2 separate regions of the Oryctolagus cuniculus genome follow, and region 2 is linked to region 1. A link is a contact called in public Hi-C data. All regions are on one chromosome and are shown on one strand. Each heading gives the region's core, a stretch centred on a gene start, on an enhancer-like site or on the middle of the called end of the contact. The rest is flanking DNA. Distances are from core to core; before and after follow the strand shown.

Evidence for each region. A called contact is a pair of places that touch in the nucleus more often than the background predicts.
Region 2: a contact with region 1 is called in a Hi-C map of an unstated tissue, with 2.6 times the contacts expected there. The contact joins the enhancer-like site here to the promoter of WFDC5 in region 1. A contact is called at or near these places in 3 of 6 Hi-C or Micro-C datasets (ear pinna, psoas muscle and an unstated tissue).

The regions. Positions count from the first base shown.
Region 1 is chr11:14,063,412-14,069,655 of mOryCun1.1, reverse strand. It overlaps WFDC5 (WAP four-disulfide core domain 5), which reads right to left and starts at 2,667. Exons shown (of 4, transcript XM_008274755.4): 1 at 2,502-2,667. The coding sequence starts at 2,583.
Region 2 is chr11:14,119,521-14,125,764 of mOryCun1.1, reverse strand. The region is part of intron 10 of STK4 (serine/threonine kinase 4); the gene reads left to right. Among named protein-coding and RNA genes, the nearest start is that of KCNS1, 42 kb to the right of the region's middle. Within about 2 kb of position 3,409, at least 1 of the 8 cell types and tissues checked has an H3K27ac peak or open chromatin away from gene starts, as enhancers often do.

The DNA.
Region 1 (6,244 bases), core at 1,418-3,917:
GAGTGACAAAAGTAATTTCACTTGGTTTAACCTAATACACACATCAATATACATGATTGTTACACACACACACACACACACACGTAGAAGTACAGTCATTCGTATGAATATACACATAGTTAAGTATATATACAAACTCATGTGTGCCTACACACACAGATAGTTAATTACACGGCACTCAGACATGCGGTCCTATGCATGGGCGGTAACGAGACGGGGAGGGAGGGAATCAGGTGAGCCACCTGGGGGTAGTAAGTAGCCCCTGTTATCTCAAGACCCACAGGATCCAGGTTTGGTTGCCCTTGCTCTGAAGATAAACAAACCCCTGTCTCCCACCGCCCTCTGCCCCCCCCCCATATGAACCAGGCTCAGACCAGTTTAGGGAGCCAAACCTGACCTTGATTGACCTACAGCTTATTACACGCTCATGTAATACATTAGCATGCAAAATGGCACACCTGCCAGGTGCCGTGACAGGAAACACGGGACCACCTAAAGAGCAAGAAGGGTGCCCGGGGAATGCCCACCTTCTCCCCAGGAAAGCCGTGAGTATTCCTTCCCCTTGTTAGACTGCACCCTAACACACGCTTGCTAGAATGTACCTCCCCGTTCATGAAGGACCCAGGTGATATTAAGCAGTTCAGAGGAAGGGCCAGCTCCCCTCCAGGTAGGCCCCGTTCAGTCTGTGGAGTGCACATCTCTGCTTTCTCAGGGCAACGCTCACTGCTGGCTGTTCACTGTTCTCTGACTTGCTCGTGAATTCCTTCTTAAACTCAGGGACCCGAGTATCGAGCAGCCCTTGCTGTCTGGTGCCAGCGTGTGTGTGTGTGTGTGTGCGTGTGCAGGGAAACACACATGGGCACACACAGCCATCTGTGTACAACCAAGTGCAGAGGAAGCCCTAATACCGTGTAGCGGTTGAAACCAGTGACTTTAATTAGGCACTTGCTGTTGCTCAGGCACTGTGCCAGCCTCTTTGTATCAGAGACTCTTGACATTTGAGTGAGGGGCTGGGCTGGGCATCCACAGGCAGCAAACCACGGCTTCTCTTCCCTCTATGCTTTCAGCCTCCACGGGGTCTGAAATTCACCGAGAGCCTGGCAGATGTCTCACAGGAGAGAAGTCAGGGAAGAACACGATGTGGTGGATTAGGAGACAGACAAGCACGCAGCACTGGGAGGTCCTGGCCAGGTGCAGGCTCTGCTGGCACCTCGCTCCTGCCTCTGGGAGGTGCGAGGCCTTCCCAGACCCTCAGTAGCTCCCCCAAGTCACCCACTTATGCTGCACTTCCTGTATGCCAGGCCTTATTCCTCAGGACACCACTTACTCTCCAGAGAGAGGCAGGGAACCATATTTTACAAGAAGTAAGTGGACAGGATCAAATATCCACACTCAGATGCCACCTTGATGCTAACTGAGTCGGTCTTTGGCTTGGGCGAGTGGTTTCTCACTGTGCCTCAGTTTCTTCATCTGTAGCATGGGTGTAAAGATAGCCCTGGCCTCCTGTGTCACAGTAGGGCATCTTATCATGGTGGTGCCTGACTCACAGCCGACACAGGGCCTGGCCTTGGACTTCACCTGTGTCCTTCCTCTCTTGGCCTGGGGGTCTCTGAGCCCCCTCCTCCCTAAACCAGCTCATGATCTAGACAGGAACTTATTTCTGAGAAAGGCAAAGGCAGGGAATATGTAGAAGTCTGCTCCCCAGAGTCAGAGGGAAAAGGAGGACCTGTCCACGTTGCTGACTTCCTCCTGTGAATGGGGCCAGGGCTGTGCAGTGAATGTAGGTCAAAGCATTCCAACCCCAGAAGGGGACACAAGCCACAGCCTCACCCAGACTGGGAGACACCTGTCTGGCCTTACCTGTCCATCGGCAGGGCAGCCCTGGCCTTGTCAGGGGGAGGGAATGGGAGCAGAAGACTGGGGGAAGGGAGCAACAGGGTGTCTCCCAACAGACCCCAGATACCAGAAGCTACACCCCTACTCAACTCCAGGCCCCTCCACAGGTTGGGCTGGGGGCCAGAGAAGGCTCATGGCACCTGCCAAGTAGACCCAGTCACTGCTCCACAGGTACCAGCCATGCAACAGCAGACCCGGACAGCTCCCAGGCCCTGTCCCCAGAGGCACAGGGCTCTGTGTTCACGTGCTCAGACACACACGACTGCTGCCATTGCTAGGAGGCCACAGAGACAAGCAGGCACAGCGACATGCCGATACACAGAGACGGGTGCACGGCTTCACCACCCCACCCCACCCCGCCAAGATGTATAGACAGGCACAGGCAAGCCTGAGACACTGGCGGTAAGACATTTACAGAGAAGGATGCAGGTGGGTGGACAGGTGTCAGGATGCACAAACAAAACCACAGGCTCCTGGAAGCGCTGGGAAGCAGACACACACACGTGCACACACACACACACACACACACACTGCCGGCCTTCCTCTAAACCCCCCCCCCCCCAAAGAGGTACTGTTCTTGGAGTAGGGGTTCTACCTGCACTCACCTCCCTTCTTCCGCCCAGAGGCAGCAGGCAGCTGGCTCCCCAGAGCCAGGAGGGCCACCAGGAGGACGCTGCAGATCCTCATGTTTCTGTGCCGGCACCTAATAAGATCAGAGCCCAGGGGCCCCAAATTAACACCTACAGGCTCAGGGAGGTCACAGCCACTGAGTCAGGAGGAGGGCATGCATGGCCTGCATGCATGCGTGTGCCTGACTTATCTCGGCCCCACCCCCTGCCCAAGGGCCTCCGAGTAAATCCTGCCCGTGCAGGATATGCAGACAGGGTGGTGGTGGTGGTGGTGGTGGGGTATGGCTTGGATCAAGTCCTGCCCGCATAGCTGACTCTGCATAGCCAACTTAACTGTGATCTCGGGCGCATCTTGTCCCTCTTTGCCCTTCAGTCTTTCTCTTCTGTGTACAGGATGAAGGTTGTTGAGTCATGTACTTTAAGATCCTAAAGCCCCAGCAATGTCCTATGCAGGGGACAGAAGTCAGTGTCAAATGGCAGGGCAGTTTTCAGAGTTCTGGATGCCTAGGGAGGGAAACAGCTTTAGGGTTAGGGACAGAGCTCCCTGTCCGAGGAGGCAGGCCCAGGCTGGCACAGGGGTGAGGCCAGGCCTGGCGTCTCCTCCTGGCATCCCCTGGCTGGGAGAGTCTGGCCCTGCCTTGCTGAAGTCACCTCCTGTGGCATCTGGGAGAACCACCCTCTGCCCAGCCTGGCTTGGCTGTGGTGGTTGGTGGAACATGGTTTTGGGTTGGCTGAGCTCTCAGGCCATAGCAGTTGTAGTGGCCACTGGGACCACTTCCTTGACCCCAAGGGATCCTGAGCAGAAAGATCACATGGTCCAGGGGCCTCTGCTGTTGGCTTCTGCAGTTGGTGGAAGAGAGGCAGCGAAGGCTTAGTGTCCAAAGGGGCCCCAAACAGAAGCTCCATCAGCATAGGAAGAGAGCGAGTCTGACCTCTCAGCCCTCTGGTTTGAAAGAGGAGAAAATTGTGAACTGAGATGGGTGGAGACTGGCCCAGGGTGTGAAGCTGATTCCTGACTCAGCTGCGACTTCCGCTGTTGCTTCCCCATCAGCCCCAGTCCCTGGGTGTTGAAAGCAGAGCAGTACTTCATCGTCACCTGCATTGAGAAGGGAGGGTGACATGTGGCTTGCTTCATCCATTCCAGTCCAGGACTCCCTACCCTTGCAGCCAGAAAGTTCCTCCTTGGGTTTACCCAGATTGCCTCGTGCTGTCTTCTAAACCCTCAGGAAAAGAGGGGCCCTGTCTTGTGTGACCTCACGTTACTTTTGGAATTCTAACACCTTGGCAGATTTATTTTGGAGGAAAAATTTATGGGTGATTTTTCCCCCTAATTACATATTACACAGGCACTCTGATAAGGAACACAGACATCCCAGTGTTCTAACTGCTAGGCCAAATGCATGCCCCACAAACTTTTTTTTTTTCCTGAAAAAAAAAAAAATCAAAAAACCCAGAACCCGCTGTCATCTCTGTCTCTCATCCTGGACTTTGTCAAAGCTCCTCTCTCCAGGATTTTTAATCCATTTTCTCAATTACTGGATTTGGGATTTCCTTTGGAAGGAGAGACATGGATGTGTGAGTGTGTGTATCGGGGGGGGTGGCACCAAATTTTTGGAGTCCTTTGGAAAGTCTTTTGGCTTTGGAAATGTTGCAGATACAAACCCAGTAACTGCAGATATTGGGTGAGAAGTAGGTTCTGAGGAGAGAAATCTGTGATAGTGAGAGGAGCTGAGAGATGGACAGTATTTTGAGGAAATGAGTCCTTACCCCCTTTTTCATGACATCAGCCCACCTGTAACTTATGGTTATAAGCCACCCAGTGGAACTCACCATTCTGCTTGGGCTGGTTTGAGTTGGATTTAGGGAATTTGCTACCCAAATAGTACAGAGAGTGGGATTGGGGATTTTCCCATCCTAAAGGGTGTAAGGGACTGAGTTGAGGTCAGGTAGAGGCAGAGGGGATCCCTCCATTCCGAGAAGAGCACCAAGTCCTTGTCAGGTGGCAAAGCTGTGGTTACCATCTTACCAGTTGGTTGCTTGTGCTCAGATCATCTGTGTGGCAGGTCTGTAGCCTGGGGGTTACAGAACAAATGGTAGAATGTTGAGGTGTCTTGGCCGTTTCTTCCTCTGGCTTTTTATTAGGAAGCTTTTAAAAATAAAACTTTCCATTCCATGTTTTCCCATGAACTTTATGAAACAAGACTATGTATTTGAAAAGTAGTTACAGAGAATGGGGGAGGAGGGAGGGAGAGAGGAAGGAAGAGAGAGGGAGAGAGAGAGAGAGAGAGAGTGAGAATGAGAATCTTCCATCTGTTGGTTCACTTAACAGCTGGAGCTAGGACAGGCCAAAGGCTGAAACCAGGAGCCTGGAACTCCATCTGGGTCTCTCATGTTGGTGGCAGGGGCCCAAGTACTTGGGCCATCTTCTGCTTTTCCAGGTGCATTAGCAGAGAGCTTGATTGGGAAGTGGTGCAACCAGGACATGAACCAGTGCCTGTATGGGATGCTGGCATTGCAGGTGGTGGCTTAACCCACTGGGCCCAATGCTGGCCCTATTATGAAGTTTTTAAACCTCCAGAAAAGTTGAAAGAACAGAACTATGGCAGCTGTGTATTTAACATTTGTATTTGAAAATTATCTATTATTATTTAAAATTATTAACAGCTTGGGATATCTGTATTTGTTGAAATATTTGAAAGTAAATTGCATATGTTACGTCTTTTTTTTTTTTTTTAAAGATTTTTTATTTATTTATTTGACAGAGTGCAGACGTTGAGAGACAGAGAGACAGAAAGAAAGGTCTTCCATTTGATGGTTCACCCCCAAAATGTCCGCAACAGCCAGAGCTATACCGATCTGAAGCCAGGAGCCAGTTGCCTCTTCCTGGTCTCCCATGTGGGTGCTGGGGCCCAAGCACTTGGGCCATCCTCCACTGCCTTCCCTGGCCACAGCAGAGAGCTAGACTGGAAGAGGAGCAACTGGGACTAGAACCCGGTGCCCCTATGGGATGCTGGCACCACAGGTGAAGGATTAACCAAGTGAGCCACGGCGCCGACCCCTTATCCCTTCTTCCTAATGGATCAGTATGCAGGCTCTAAGAATCAGGACATGTTGCCATTATCGTATCCAATCATACGGCTGTAAGACCTGTGTGCCTTTCCCAGCCAGTTCATAATTAAGCTTCCCTAATCATCCCCACAATTTGGCAGCTGATTTTTGTTGCTATTTCTTTGTTTTAAAAACCCTTGTAAATTCTACATATGAAAGACTGTGATAAACGTTCTGTATGCAGTTAAAATAAGCATTGCTGAACCTACAAATTTAGAACCAAACCTTAGCGTCACTGCTTCAGAAGTGACCACTATCTTGAACTTTCTGTTCACCATTCTCTTCTTTTTTTTTTTTTTTTTTTTTTTGACAGGCAGAGTGGACAGTGAGAGAGAGAGACAGAGAGAAAGGTCTTCCTTTTGCCGTTGGTTCACCCTCCAATGGCCGCCGCGCTGTGGCCATTGCACCGCACTGATCTGAAGGCAGGAGCCAGGTACTTCTCCTGATCTCCCATGGGGTGCAGGGCCCAAGTACTTGGGCCATCCTCCACTGCATTCCCTGGCCACAGCAGAGAGCTGGCCTGGAAGAGGGGCAATCGGGACAGAATCCGGTGCTCCGACTGGGACTAGAACCCGGTGTGCTGGTGCTGCAAGGCGGAGGATTAGCCTAGT
Region 2 (6,244 bases), core at 2,160-4,659, 55 kb before region 1:
AGGCATCCTCCTCGGCGGGACGCAGAGCAGGCAGCCGTGCTCACCCGTGGCTGTGGTCACACCTCTGACCCTGCGGTCTGTTAGGACTCCAGGAGGGAGAGCGCTTGCAGTGTTCACAGTTTGGATCCCGCAGTGGGTATAAGCTGTCCCAGTCACTGCCGGTCCCGTCTCCTGTTTATTGTTAGATAACTGGCTTGTTTCTGTCACCTGTGCCTGACCGACAAACATTCGTGTTTGTGACCTCTTCTTTAACCAATTCGTGGAATTTAGGTGAAATCCAGCTTTTTTTTTTTTTTTTAATATTTATTTACTTATTTGAAAGGCAGAGTTACGCAGAGAGAGAGAGAGAGAGAGAGATCTGGTCTTCCATCTGCTGGTCACTCCCCAGTTGGCCACAACGGCCAGAGCTATGCCGACCTGAAACCAGGAGCCCGGAGCTGCTTCTGGTTCTTCCGCACAGGTGCAGGGGCCCAAGCCCTTGGGCCATCTTCCACTGCTTTCCTAGGCCATAGCAGAGAGCTGGATTGGAAGTGGAGCAGCCAGGACTGGAACCAGTGCCTGTATGGCATGCTGGCACTGCAGGTGGCAGCTTTACCCACTTTATGCCATTTTTTTAATGCATTATTTTTTAATGTTAATGAATGTTCTTTTAATGAACATCTCTGAAGAGTATATCCTTAGAATTAACTTCCACAACTACAACTATTGGGTTAAATTGGTTATACATTTAAAATTGTAAAACATATTGTCAAATTTCTCTGCTATTGTATGTAAATTGCCAATTTGTGTTTTTTATCTAATTTTTTCAGTTTTCCTTATTGATTTTAAAAAGTTCGTCATGTATCAAATAAGATTATAAATCTTTTAACATGTGATAAAGATATTTTCTCAGCTTTTGAAAACTTTATATAGTGTCTTAGACATTTTAAGTTTTTATATATTTCAATTTATTAGCTTTTCCTTTGTGGTTTCTGGAATTTTATGTCATGCTTAGAAGTTTTTCACATCCTAAAATAATAAAAATAGTAACTTCTACTTTGTTTTAGAATTTCTTTTTTCTTTTTCAGTATTTAATCCATCTGGAGTCTGTCTTGGTATAGAGTGGGGCAGCCATCCGGCTTCATATTTTTCTAAACAGGCAGCCACTTTTGCTAACAACCAAGGATTGTAAGAATTCATAGTTAATTTGGAATTACCAAATCTTGATAGCATCTAGTATCCAAAAGAAGCTTGTTTTTACTGATAGAAAGTTTCCACTTTACACTCTGACTTTCAAAATTGTTCTGCCTTTAAAACCTCCCCAAAGGAACTGCGAACAGAGCACCATATTGGTTTTGGCATTAACTTTAATGCATTTCAAATAAGCTGATTCTACAGAATTCGATCCACAGTACTCCTATGTCTTGATGCTTTTCTGCCAAGCAAAATTGATTATTTCTAACCAAAAGGCCTTCAGTGCTGAACTGAAAAAAGAAGTGAGGCAGGCCTCCTAAGGCTGACTGTGGATTATATAATTTGGCGTCAAGTACAGCGCTTTTTGTTCCTCTCTTAAATTTCTGTTCTCTAGGCTCCATGTGCTGGGGAACTTTTGGGGATTCAAAATCAGATCCTTTCTGTCCAACTTTAGTAATTGTATCTCTAATTTTTTTTTTTGATAGTCTGATAGGTCTTTTTGGTTGTTTTTGATAGTCTAATACTTAGGGTCTTTTTTGACAATTATTCCTATCTATCTTCTATATTGTGGGTTGATTGTGTATTTGTTATGCTAGTATATTTTCAACTACAGTGATAGTTTGTTCTGCCATGTGGACTCTTTTTATAGTGTCAGAGGCGTTCTTAATTCTTCTATTTTGAATCTTTTTAAAATAAGATTTGTTTATTTACTTGAAAGGCAGAATTATAGAGAGAGGGAGAAGGAAAGATAGAAGAGATTTTCCTTCCTTTGGTTCACAGAAGATGATCAAAGGTTGTTGGCTGCAATAACCAGGGCCAGGCCAGGCCAAAACCAAGAACCAGGAGCTTCTTCTGGGTCCCCTATGTGGGTACAGGGCCCCAAGGACTTGAGCCATCTTCCACTGCTTTCCCAGGTGCACTAGCAGGGAGCTGGATTGGAAGTGGAGCAGCTGGGACTTGAACCGGCACCCGTATGGAATGCCGGTGCTACAAGCTTAACCCACTGTGCCACACATCCTTCTAGATTATGATAATGTCCTTTAAAGTATATTTTATCATTGAACCTTGTAGGGAGGGAGATAGAGTCTGCCGCTGTGGTTGGGATGCAGCATACACACTGCCATTAGAATCCCTGGATCATTCTGCCAGGGTTCATAGCGGGTCTTCTGCACCTGCTATGTTATCTTCTGTCACTCATGGATAGAATCACATCTAACTCAGGACTGTTATGAGTATCAAATGAAATAATAAATGCAAAGCATTAGGCTAGCCCCTGTCCTGCAGTAAACACTTAATAAATGTTATTTTCTCCTCCTCTTTTAGGTTGTTTGCTCTTCTATGATGTTATAATATTATTTTCCTCTCCTTATAAACAGAATCCATACAAATTATAGAAGGTTTAGAGACTGAAGAAGCTGAGCGATAAAGTGTTCCCTACAATTGTGTCACCCTGAACAGTAATCATAACTTCCATTTTGACATATTTCCTCCTATATTCTTTTACACAGCTGAGGTCATTATGCATGTACAGTATGTCTTGATTTCTTTTCGTTTCTTTATTGTTAAAAATAGTTAAAACCATTTTATTATTTTGACTGAATCATTCTCTTTTGCTCTGATATTTGGTATTTGGAGCATTTCTGGTTGGAATTAGGCTTCTTTCTAAGTTACTAAGTCAGGCTTGCTTCTCATCAGTGAGAGGTTTTAGGTGTTGGCTTTGCTTTTATTGTTGTGGTTGTTGTTTTGCTATCGAGTGTGTGAATTAGCCGGGATTTTAACTACCAAAATCCGGTGCTCTCAGATCCTTCCCAGCAGCTGTCTGGACCATCTCCCTGCTTGTTTCCCTTTTGAACCTTTTTCTGGTGGGTGAGTGGGGACCATGATCTGCTGCAGGTCCCTGACCTGGCAGTGCCTTGTGAATGCCCAGGAGGTGGCCAGAATAAATGCTGCTTGCCTGTTTCTGGGTCTTTGCTGGGCTAATCACGCTGAGCGGTTTCTGGTGAGAAGACTTCTAAATTGTCCTTGACAGGGAACGCTATTTCTGTTTCAACTTTCTATTTTTCCTGTAAAGCTGGATTTAAAGTATGTTGAGACTGAATTCATTTGTACTTTGGAATATAATGAGATCTTGTACTCTTTACTTTCAGAAAACCAGCCAAGAACAGCATTCTGAAAAAGACATATGTATCCAAAATTGCCCGGGGAGCGTGCTGGGTAGATACGCTTTCTGAGAAACCACACGGCAGATGAATGTCCTCTTTGTCTCAGAAGCTGCGGGAGCCTGGTTCTGCTGATGACTCTCACTGGCTGCTTGGAGCTTGGTTTTTAACTCAGTTGCCGAAATGGCTCTGAGAGCATGACTGAAATGCTTGTGGTTTGTGACTTTAGGAGGTTTCTTAAAATGATATCAGCCTGTGTGAACTTGACACTGTTTTTCATTTCTTTTCTTTGGTTTTGAGACTGCCTGACCTGTGGCTGCTTTACACTCAAGGCCAGTTATTCTCTGATGTTAAAATATAGAATGACTTTTATCTCAGCTACTGAACTGAGTGCATACTGGCTCAGAAGTAGATCCTAAGAGCTGCAAACAAGTACCTTGGCACCTTAGAGCCTAGGAAGCCCTGGACTGGGGTCACTTCCAAATGGCTTCCCTGGAAGTTTAGGTGACAAACAGTCATATGTCTTGACTTCCCAGCAGCTATCCTTTCTCAGTAAGCTGTCCCAGTACAGTATCTGAGAGAATGACACTTTCAGGATTGAAAGGGAGCTGAAGGGGCGTGTATTCTAGCTCCTGCATCTCCAGAAAGAGGCAGCATCCAGCATTCTCTCGGATCACCTCTGTGCGTTTCTGAGAAGGGAGAGTTCATAAGTTGGGAAATGAGTGGTCCGTATCCTTGCTCAGCATCTCTGAAGATACGGCCGTTTTAAATTTTGGCCAGATTTGTCACTGGGGAACTTCCTCTGTGAAGCTTTGATGATTTCTCATAGAAACTGCAAAAGTGAGTTGGGATCATCTGAATTTTCTGTTTTACAGATGGAGAAAGTTGTAGTCTCTTGCCCCTACCCACTTAGTATCATGGTAATTTGGCTTGAGTAAAATTTGCCGGCCTTAGGCTAGCTCCTTGTTACCAAGGCAAGCAGCTGAGTGTCGGTACTCCCTGTACACCTGTGCTGCTCAGCACATGGGTTTTCTTGGTGTCTTTGAGCTTTGTTCTCTCTCTCTGTTTAACTGAGGTAATGAGTGTGAAAACACCTAACTAATCTTAGATACTGGGTGATGTTTCATTGAAAGTGCTGGCTCTCAAGGTATAGACAGAAACAGATTCAGTTTTAGTCTCTGTCTCTTGCAGACAGTGTGACCTTGGATAGTTTCGATTATATAAATCTTCAGCTCTCAAATTCTTCATCTAGAGCATCAGGTTAATAAATTTAGCAGTAAGGTTAAATGAAGATCAAATGAGGTTAATACATAGGAAATACTTGCTTAATACATGACCAACCAATAATGAACAGTTAATGTTTAAAAATGATCTGGCTTTTTTTTTTAACTGCTGCTATTATTATTCCTATAATCACTGCAGAACAAGGTCCTTGTCCTGTCCTGTTACGAAGGCAGTACCGTCAGGGCTTCTGCTTGCCCTCCAACCTTACCTTTCTTTGTAATTTATTTCTCTCTGTAGCACTTTCCTTGTTTTTTTTTTTTGTTTTTTTTTTTTTTTAACTTTACTGAGAAAAACAATATTCTTTGAAGCAAGCATTAGAAAAGAAAAGCAAGCTATAACTATAGATACTGCCAATTTAAAAATCTATAACTATGCCAATGGATTTAAAAAGTTAGATGAAGTCAGGATTGGAGGTGTGGGGGTAGAGGGGTGCTGACATGAATTTAGAATGAAACCAAGACCAAGGACAAAGAAGTCTGGACCCCAAGGGCAAAGCAGGGTGAGCTAGACTGTTCACAACACATACTCAAATAACAGAGCCACAGAGGATGAAAGGACCTGTGAGAACAGACACTGCCATGATAGGGGGTGGGGTGGCACACACACATCCTCTCTTGCCCTTGGAGTCCCTCTTTCCCTCCCTATTGTGAGTACTTTCAATTGTATGCAAATGTCACATTTAGTCAGAGAAAATTAGAATATTTTAATTTTCTACTTGGGCTATAAACATACATACCAAAATGTTCTGGATTTAAAATTACCTTGCATTTTTCAAATTTAAATTTTTTATTTGGGGTTTGGCATTTTGGAACTTTTCAGTAGTGAGCAAGCATGTGCATTCAGTAACTGATAATAGTATTTCTTGAAAGAAATACTATCAAAGTCAAAATAATAGCTACATTGTTGTGCTATTAACAGTCACAACTTTCGTAAGAGGAAAATGTTTATGAACATTAGAATCTCTAGTTTCAGGCAACACAGAATATGTTTGTAGACATGTATAACACATTAATCATGAACCAAACCTTCCCACGGACCCCGTTTGTGATAGATGCAAATCATGGTCTTGTCACTGCTTTCCTTATAGCTCCAGGTTGTAAGTCAGACCCAGATTACAAGAAGTTTAATTTTTCAAGTTGTTTGCTTGTTTTAGAAAACATTTAGCATGCATATTGTAAAGAGTGACTTCATACTGAAGTCAAGAGCTCTTAACCCAGATCTTACATGCTAGGAATATGGTGAGCGTACTTCCTGAACAAAAAACTAGAACACACACAGCCTTTACAAAGAGTATTCTCTCATTTGTCAATGTAAGTACATTTGAAAAATATTACCATGGCATAAATTAAGTCACATTTGATTATACCAGTTAAACATCTGTTGAATAAAGGAATATCCCAAAATATCTAAGACATATACATATTAATGCTTTTATGCTTTTGTAAGGATTAAGGATTAATCTTTTCCAGGCAGTCCTTTTTTTTTTTTTTTTTAGAATTTATTTATTTATTTGAAAGGCAGAGTTAGCGAGAGGCAGAGGGAGAGCCAGAGAGAGGGATCTTCCATCTGCTGGTTCACTCCCCAGGTGGCCACAATGGCCAAAGCTAAGCCAATCCAAAGCCAGGAGC